Linked DNA regions of Danio rerio: region 2 is linked to region 1. The links are chromatin contacts, called in public Hi-C maps. All regions are on one chromosome and are shown on one strand. Each heading gives the region's core, a stretch centred on a gene start, on an enhancer-like site or on the middle of the called end of the contact. The rest is flanking DNA. Distances are from core to core; before and after follow the strand shown. Region 1 overlaps nav2a (neuron navigator 2a). Region 2 overlaps nav2a (neuron navigator 2a).

Evidence for each region. A called contact is a pair of places that touch in the nucleus more often than the background predicts.
Region 2: a Hi-C map of an unstated tissue shows a contact between it and region 1, with 12 times the contacts expected there. The contact joins two enhancer-like sites. A contact is called at or near these places in 4 of 18 Hi-C or Micro-C datasets (caudal fin, embryo, hematopoietic stem cells and 1 more).

What each region holds. Positions count from the first base shown.
Region 1 is chr7:16,755,704-16,760,334 of GRCz12tu, forward strand. All of the region lies in intron 2 of nav2a (neuron navigator 2a), which reads left to right. Among named protein-coding and RNA genes, the nearest start is that of nav2a, 140 kb to the left of the region's middle. Within about 2 kb of position 1,653, at least 7 of the 62 cell types and tissues checked have an H3K27ac peak or open chromatin away from gene starts, as enhancers often do.
Region 2 is chr7:16,894,901-16,899,149 of GRCz12tu, forward strand. It overlaps nav2a (neuron navigator 2a), which reads left to right. Exons shown (of 37, transcript XM_073908180.1): 7 at 3,775-3,908. Among named protein-coding and RNA genes, the nearest start is that of dbx1a, 120 kb to the right of the region's middle. Within about 2 kb of position 1,446, at least 3 of the 62 cell types and tissues checked have an H3K27ac peak or open chromatin away from gene starts, as enhancers often do.

The DNA of each region.
Region 1 (4,631 bases), core at 403-2,902:
ATAGCATTTTGCTAAATAACTGCTGAAATATAATGCACTATCATCTTGGCAAAGACAAAAGAAATAATGTATTAAACAATAGTTATTAAAACTATTATATTTAAAATGTGTTTATATGAAAACATAATGCTCTCTTAAACATAGTTTGGGAAAAATTTGAAAAAAAAGTAAAAAATTCATAAAAGGTGGATAGATTTGTTTAATATCATTATTTTCATTAAAATATTGAATAGTAATGTTGTCTATCTGTCGATTAAAAACTGTATTTTTTTTTGTAATTTTACCCTTCTCAGATTCTCTTTATTTTTTATTAATGTAAGTATTATTATACAAGTATAAATATATCTAAGTAAAGCCATTTATTAATTTGTTGTAAGTGATTATAGAATATGTTTACACATTCACTTTGAATAAAATAAATGCAGAACCTCACCTTGTTAATTATATAATAATAACAACCACAATAATAATAATGAAAATAATCAACAACAGTAATACAAATAACAACAACAACAACAACAATAATAATAATAATAATAATAATAATAATAATAATAATAATAATAAAAATAATCAACAACAGTAATACAAATAACAACAACAATAATAATAATAATAATAATAATAATAATAATAATAATAATAATAATGAAAATAATCAACAACAGTAACATTTAGCCACATAACACAGTTTAAAAAAAAATTCAATAAATGACTCTTCACATCTTTAATTCCTTAGGAGGACAGTAGATTGAGGAGTTTCCCGCATTTTTTTGCTGCCCTCTGCTGGCGAACAGTGTATCTATAAACACATCTCAGAGTCTGAAGCCCTGTTGGACTTTATTTGCATATTAATAGAGCTTTATGCTTTTATCTTGCTGTTTTGAACTTTCATTTGATTCTGAATTTTATTTACATAGACTTCATTCTAAGGTTTTTGCGCACTTATCTTAGATGTACTAAATTAAAATGTAATCTTTTCTATAAGAATACTGAGTTAGTCATGAGTTAAAAACAAGTTAATAATAATAATTTGTCAATTCGCAAAATAACTCGATCACTCACTAAGTTAATGGAGCAATAATAAGATGAAATGGAACAATAATAAGATTAAATTAATTAAACTGTTTTATGTAACACATTTAAATTCATTCAATCATTTTCTTTTCGGCTTAGTCCCTTCATTAATCTGGGGTCGCCACAGAGGAATGAACCGCCAACATATCTAGCACATGTTTTACGCAGCAGATGCCTTTCCAGCTGCAACTCATCACTGGGAAACACTCATTCACACACACACACACACACACACACACACACACACACACACACACACACACAATACATACAAATTAGCTTACCCAATTCACCTTTACCACATGTCTTTAGACTCGTGAGCACCCGGAGGAAACACTGAGAGAACATGCAAACTTCACACAGAAATGCCAACTGACCCAGCCAATTAAGGCTTGAACCAGCAACCTTCTTGCTGAGAGGGGATTGTGCTACCCACTGCACCATCGTGCTGCTTCCATTTGAGCTCTCTGTTCTAGCAAAATCTAGGAAATGAAGTTATGTATAATATAAGGAATGTACAGTGCACAGTAATGTGGCGTATGCAGTTCATTGGTGTAACTGCAGGTGGCGTCTTGGATCAACGCTTGCCTGAATAACTAATCAATACACATATGAGCATCGAAATCAATACTCATATTCCATTCACAGCAGGACCACATCTGTTGGAAAACTCACTCTTAAGCTTATCAATTTACAATATTTACTTTTTCAGCTATTAAAACTCCAAATACAGTTTTAATTTTTACATCTTTAAAGCGATTTAATTAAGTAAACAAACTAAAAGCATCAATCAGTTATGAAATTTAGAGGAATATAAAGGCGTAGATATAGATAATTTAACTTTTAGAGATTTGTTATTTTTTTTAAATGATTAAATGCCATCAGGGTTACTCATTATTTTACTTTTAAATCTGGAATATTGACGCCAGTGTTATTATTTTTAAGTCTGCTTGTTTATTGGTTATTATTATTGTTTCTTAAGTCTGCTGTTTTCCTTGTTTATTTACTTCAGTTTATGTTTTAGCATAGAAAGTGTGGATTTTTATGTGCATGTTGTAATTTTTATTAGGTTTTTATGCCAAATCTGTGCATTAATTATAAAATGAATTAATTCATGAAATATAAATGAGCAGTAAGATCAGTGCTATTTGAATATAATTGAGTTCTATATTATATAATGTGACGATGCAGTGGCGCAGTAGGTAGTGCTGTCACCTCACAGCAAGAAGGTCGCTGGTTCGAGCCTCGGCTGGGTCAGTTGGTGTTTCTGTGTGGAGTTTGCATGTTCTCCATGCGTTCGCGTGGGTTTCCTTTGGGTGCTCCGGTTTCCCCCACAGTCCAAATTCATGCAGTACAGGTGAATTGGGTAGGCTAAATTGTCTGTGTAGGAGTGTGAATGAGTGTGTATGAATGTTTCCCAGAGATGGGTTGTGGCTGGAAGGGCATCCACTGCGTAAAACACGCTGGATAAGTTGGCGGTTTATTCCGCTGTGGCGACCCCGAGTTAATAAAGGGACTAAGCTGAAAAGAAAATGAATAAATGAATTATATAATGTGTATAATTTGTATTTTGTTTTAATGTCTATATTTTTATTTCTTACCTTTCTTTACTAATTAATCATACACTTGTTTAATATCTTTAATTAATATATGATTAATTAGGGGGCGAACAGTTGGCATTTCTGTGGAAAATAAGTATCGAACACATCATGTTTATTTCTGGGAATAATATTCTTTAAGAAGCTGTTGACATGGGATTGAACAAGATTTTGGTAAAAAAAACAAACAATACAAATATAAAAATAAAAGTTAAAAAAAAACAAAAAATCTGAAAATGAGTTGTGTAATAACAATCGAATGACACAAAAAGAAACCCTCATGTTCGTGTGGATGTCCTCCTGGTGCTCCGGTTTCCCCCACAGTTCAAAGACATGCACTGTAGGTGAATTGAATAAACTAAATTGGCCGTAGTGCATGTGTGTGAATCAATGAAGGTGGATGTTTTCCAGTACTGGGTTGCAGCTGGAAAGGCATGCACTGTGTACAGTAAAACATATGCTGGATAAGTTGGTGTTTTTTTCCGCTGAGGCAACCCCTGTTGAATGAATGATATAATGTTATAATTAAATATAATATTGTTATATATTATATATAATATTTCAATTTTCAATCAGTTCATTAATTATAAAATGAATGAATTAATGAAATAATAATGATCAGTAAGATCAGTGGTATTTTAATATAATTAAGTTATATGTAATTTATATCATTCATATTTATTGTCAATTTTATTAGTGTTTTAATGTCTATATTTTTTATTACTTACATTTATTCACTAATTAATCATATATTTATGTAATATGATTAATTAACATATGAATAATTGATAAATAAATGTAGGTGACATATATGTGTGTGTGTGTGTGTGTGTGTGTGTATGTGTGTATATATATATATATAGATAGATAGATAGATAGATAGATAGATAGATAGATAGATAGATAGATAGATAGATAGATAGATAGATAGATTTGTAGTTAAATTAATATTATTATTATAATAATTTAGTATTATATCATATTAATAAATATCTTATATTAAATATTACTTGTTTTGTTTTTACATTTATTTTATACTCTATTTTACTGTTCTTTTTTGTTGTTTTACAAAATCAACTTATACTAACTTTTAAGAAGAATATTTTTGGAATAATATACTATTATATGTTAACCCCAGAAAATACTAAATAATATTGAATACTAGAACATTTGAGTGATTTATTTATTCTTTTTTTCTTTTTTTACTGAATTCAATTTGAATTCAATTTCACAATTCACATTACATAGTTCCTTTTTTTATGCACTTTAATTAGGCAGCTTGTTGACCGAAAACAAGTGTGTTTTCACACCTCTGCTGATCCCAGAACAGTATTCTGTGCATTTCATTTCAGGAATGCCATTTAATTCAGTTTTCACAGTCTGCAGCTGTAGAGAAAAAAAGCCTGTGAAATGATATCATTGCCAAATTGTCTGAAGGCAGCGCTTAATCTCATTAAATATGTAGAGCAAAAAGCCAGTGTAATAATCATAATGTTTTAATTAAGGGGGATTTGCAGTGTTAAGCAGACTGTATTTTCTGCTCTCTATTGTGGTGATTTTTTTTTTTCCAGAGGTTTATCTCTTGCTCATCCAGAGATTTGGCCAGTTTTATCTGTGCAGCTCGGCGGGAGACGATGCGCCTCTTATGATGCCTGAAATTCCTCTGATACGCACAAATGTGCCTGAAGCATTTCAGGCCCACCCAGACTTAAAACTAGGGGCAGCATGGTATTAGAAAAAACTGACATTGCAATATTTAGTTATTCTACGATATATCACTTTAACTCCGTTTTGTAAAGAATTGATCTTTTTACATTGATTGAGATTAATTTGTTGGGGAGTGCACGTGCAATAAAATCAACTCAGGCTCATTGGAAGTATGTGCTCATGGAGGAAAATATGTATTGAACAGGTCATGTATTTTCCAGGGAATAGTTTTTTCTCAAGGAGCTGTTG
Region 2 (4,249 bases), core at 196-2,695, 140 kb after region 1:
ATCTATCTATCTATCTATCTATCTATCTATCTATCTATCTATCTATCTATCTATCTATCTATCTATCTATCTATCCATCTAATTCATTCAATCCCATCCATCCATCCATTGTTCTATGGATCTATTTATCCATCTACTGAACATTGTAAACTTTCTCTGTAGTTTAATGGGAATTTATGTGTTCATTGTCTTAGTTTGTGTTGTTGTGTTAGTCATCATCACTGTCAGTGTATGTCCTGCTCTCTCTCATTCTCTTTATCTCTATCTCTCTCTCTTCTCTTGTTTTGCTTCTTCTTCTGATCTAGGGATGGCTCTCAGAGTAAACTCAAGTTTTCCATTGGTCAGAAAAAGTCTTCTAGGTAGCGCTTTCTCTCTCGTGTATTTTCTCCCTACAGTCAACCTGCTTGTCATCACCCTCCTCTTCCTCACTCAATATCTGCATGATGCTCTAACTCTACCTATGTTTCTGTGAAACTAACACAAATATTACAACTGCCTTACAATGTCTTATTTACAAGCATTGACCAGCATTAATACTCAATTATTATATGCATATACACTCACTGGCCACTTTATTAGGTACACCTTACTACTACCGGGTTGAATCCCCTTTTTCCTTCAGAACTGCCGTAATCCTTTGTGGCATAGATTTAAGAAGGTACTGGACATATTCCTCAGAGATTTTAGTCCATATTGACATGATAGCATCAAGCAGTGTCTGCAGGTGTGTGGGCTGCACACCCATGATATGAATATCCCGTTCCACCACACCTCAAAGGTGCTCTATTGGATTGAGAGCTGGTGACTGTGGACTGAACAGTTGATACAAGGCGGGATGGATCCATGCTTCATATTGTTGACATCAAATTCTGACCCTACTAGCCGAATGTCGCAGCAGAAATCGAGACTCGTCAGACCAGGCTACGTTTTTCCAATCTTCTATTTGTGTTAGCGAGCTGTTAGACAGGTGTACCTAATAAAGTGGCCGGTGAGTGTATAAGTATATTTTATTATGATGCATTATTATGAATTCTAAAGTACTCATCCTTGCATCATAAACACCTTATTTTACTGTCTTATAAATAACTGTGACTATATTAAACAATATTCATTTTGATCAAACACGTGATTTTTATGCACTTGAACAAGTGTTCTAAAATGTAATATAGCTATTTAACTGTGGCCACAGCTATTTATGAATATATATAACCATTTTTGCATCTAATAAAGAATTACAAACAACTGTATAATTCATAAATCACAAACTGACCCATTCTGGCGAAGCTTTCTTTGAAAATATTGGTCTAGACAGAATAGGTGGACTCTGTCAGGAGACGTTACCCAAAAACACGTCCCAGCGGAGATGTCTGCTCAGTGAGCTGTGCTAACTTTAAAATAACCCACTCTGTGTGATGCCTGTTGGAGTAGCAGATTAATTATTAACTATGGAGTGTGACAGAAAGCTTGAGGTTGTAATTTTGCTTTGAATGAATGATGCGGTCGTGCCCTCGGTCACCTGCTGCAAATGCATTGCACTCACTTGTGTAATAGGCTTGAAATAACTACTCTAAAAATACTCTCGGCCACCTGATTTAAAATTCTCGTTTTGAAAATTGGCCAAGTCTAATAATCCGCTGTTTATTTATTTATTTTGCGACACGCGGCGCAATGTTGCCACCTATTGTTTGATAAGTGTAACTGCACATAAGTCTTTCTCAGGTCTGAGATGTATTTTAGTTGAAAAAAAACAACTAAAAATAAACAGGGTAACCTATTTTACATTTTCTTGAGGGAATGTGTGACAGCAATGTGATTAGCATAGGTCATGACAGATGTTACTGTATTATACATGACACTGACGTGGCATTTACCTAGACTGATTGTTTAGGGAGATTAGTCTGTCTGTCAATCACCTTTAAAGATTGGAACGATGGAGAAATGCCATATTATAATGACAAATGTCCATCACGTATGTGGATTCCTCGGTATTTATTGAAACATAATGTAATCATAGCATATCATAGCTTTTATCAATTTATTAAGCAGTATGTTTCTTATTATTAAATCGAAATTTAGTTAAAGTACCAATTCTCACTATTAACTAGCTTATCATCTGCCTATTATTAAGATATTGTCTGTTGATTAGTGCTTATGGAGTATTGTTCTTATTCTACATCTCTAATACTGCCTAATACCTAAACCCAACTACCTTAATATTAATAAGCAGCTAATTCGTTTTTTTAGCTAAAATAATAGTTAATGTTTTTTTTTATAGTGAGAAATGTACCATAAAATAATTTGCTAAAAAAATAGTTGTTTTTGCAGATTTTTTTTTACATTGGTATATGAAAGTTTTTAAAAATAAGAAAATGCTTTTAAAAAGGAAATGTTTCTGTTTGGTAATTTGCTATACTGTAAATGCAGCCCTTAGCTGAACACCCCGCTAACATTAAAAAAAAACATTTCCTATTTCAGAATGTTAACATTCTGAAGTAACATTCCCATAATGTATGGAGAATCATTATGTAGAATGATTGCTTGTCGCTTGCTTAACATTCATTTCATTACTTGATGGGAAGGTTAGCAAAATATCGTAACATATACAGCAAACATTGTTGTTGTGTAAATGATCTGACAAAATTCATCAGTTTATTGTTTGTTTATTTTAGGGTAGTGTTTTATATACACACACACACACACACACACACACACACACAGCCTCTTCACCTTTGTGTATTACTCCTCCCACATAGAGTGACAGCAGATCAATAAACTCACTACAGTTTGACAAATATTGCAGCTAATGGCTTGTTTAGTCGAGAATGTAGTTGTTCAGCTGTAGTATGAAATTACGCTGTTTTATTCTTCTAAGGGCTTATTATGCGGTTTCTGTCACCATCTTGTGGATGGAAAATGTCAACCGTCTTTGCTCGGTATGACAGACTAACAGACTAATGGCCGTCGACGCACTGTCTGTCAGAAATTATAAATATTTTAAAATAACCACTATCTTCTAAATAAACTGCATAGTTGCAATCTAAACAACTACATTCTCAACTAAAAAAGCTTTAAAAATGTTGTCAAACTGTAGAGTGTCCTCTGCTTGTTGCTGTATGTGGGCGGAGTAATTCACAAGGGTTAAGTGTGAAGAGGAAAATTATTACTGGAAAATTATTGCACGGCTACCAGCCAGTCAGATTCAAAAACCAGACATAACTGTTATATATATATCTTAAAGTGACAGTTCACCAAAAAGTGAAAATTCTATCATCAATTACTCACCCTTTACTTGTTTCAAACCTTTATGAATGTCTTTCTTCATTTTAAAAGTACTTAATGTAGAAGTACTTAATATTTACTCACCATCAAGTACTTCCAAAGCTTTGAGATTTTCTTTCTTCTGTAAAACTCAAAGAAGGTATTTTAAAGAATGTTGGAAAGCTCTAACCATTTACTTCCATAGTGTTTGTTTTTTCACAATGGAAATCAATAGATACAGCTTTAGCTTCTTTAGTGTTCAAGAAACTCATCAAGCTTTGGAACCACTTGAGGATGAGTAAATATTGAGTATGTTCCCAATTTTGCGTGAACTATCCATTTTAAGGCATTAAGCGACCACTCTGGATAGGTAATAAAACACTCTAACATCTACATACAGTACAGCAGCAGCACCTAAAACACAGCACACATAAATAGCACCTTAGCATGATATCAAGCACACAGTTATTCTTCAAAGATACTGCCATTAATACTATGTTCGCCTTTCTGTCACAGATTGCCTGGGCCGACCTCGAGGATGTCCACTGCGGGCAGTGAGAGCTCTCCTCGAGGGTCCATCAGTTCAGCAGGGAATCGCCGCAGTCTGGTGTTCAGCGATAAAGCCAAACCTGCAGCAGCTCAGGCCAAAGGTAAACACAACTGAATTACTTTAGCTGAACACTGCACTTGCAGACTCATTCAAGTCCAGCCACTTTACTTTATATCAGAATATGTCTCTATCTGTCATTTGATCAGAAAATGAGTTCAATTTCTGTGTTTTATTTATTAAAAAAAATGATGACTATCTGCTGCCCATGGCAATATTCTTTGTATGAATTGAATTAGGACAAACTGGTCATGAAAAAAAGATGTACTGGAAGAGAATTGCACTTTATGCTTTAGCTACACCATAAAAAGAGCATCCATAAATAAGCATTTTTTTGTATTTTGTGCTTCATTGTTTTATTTTTTCCTATTTATTTATGCTTTT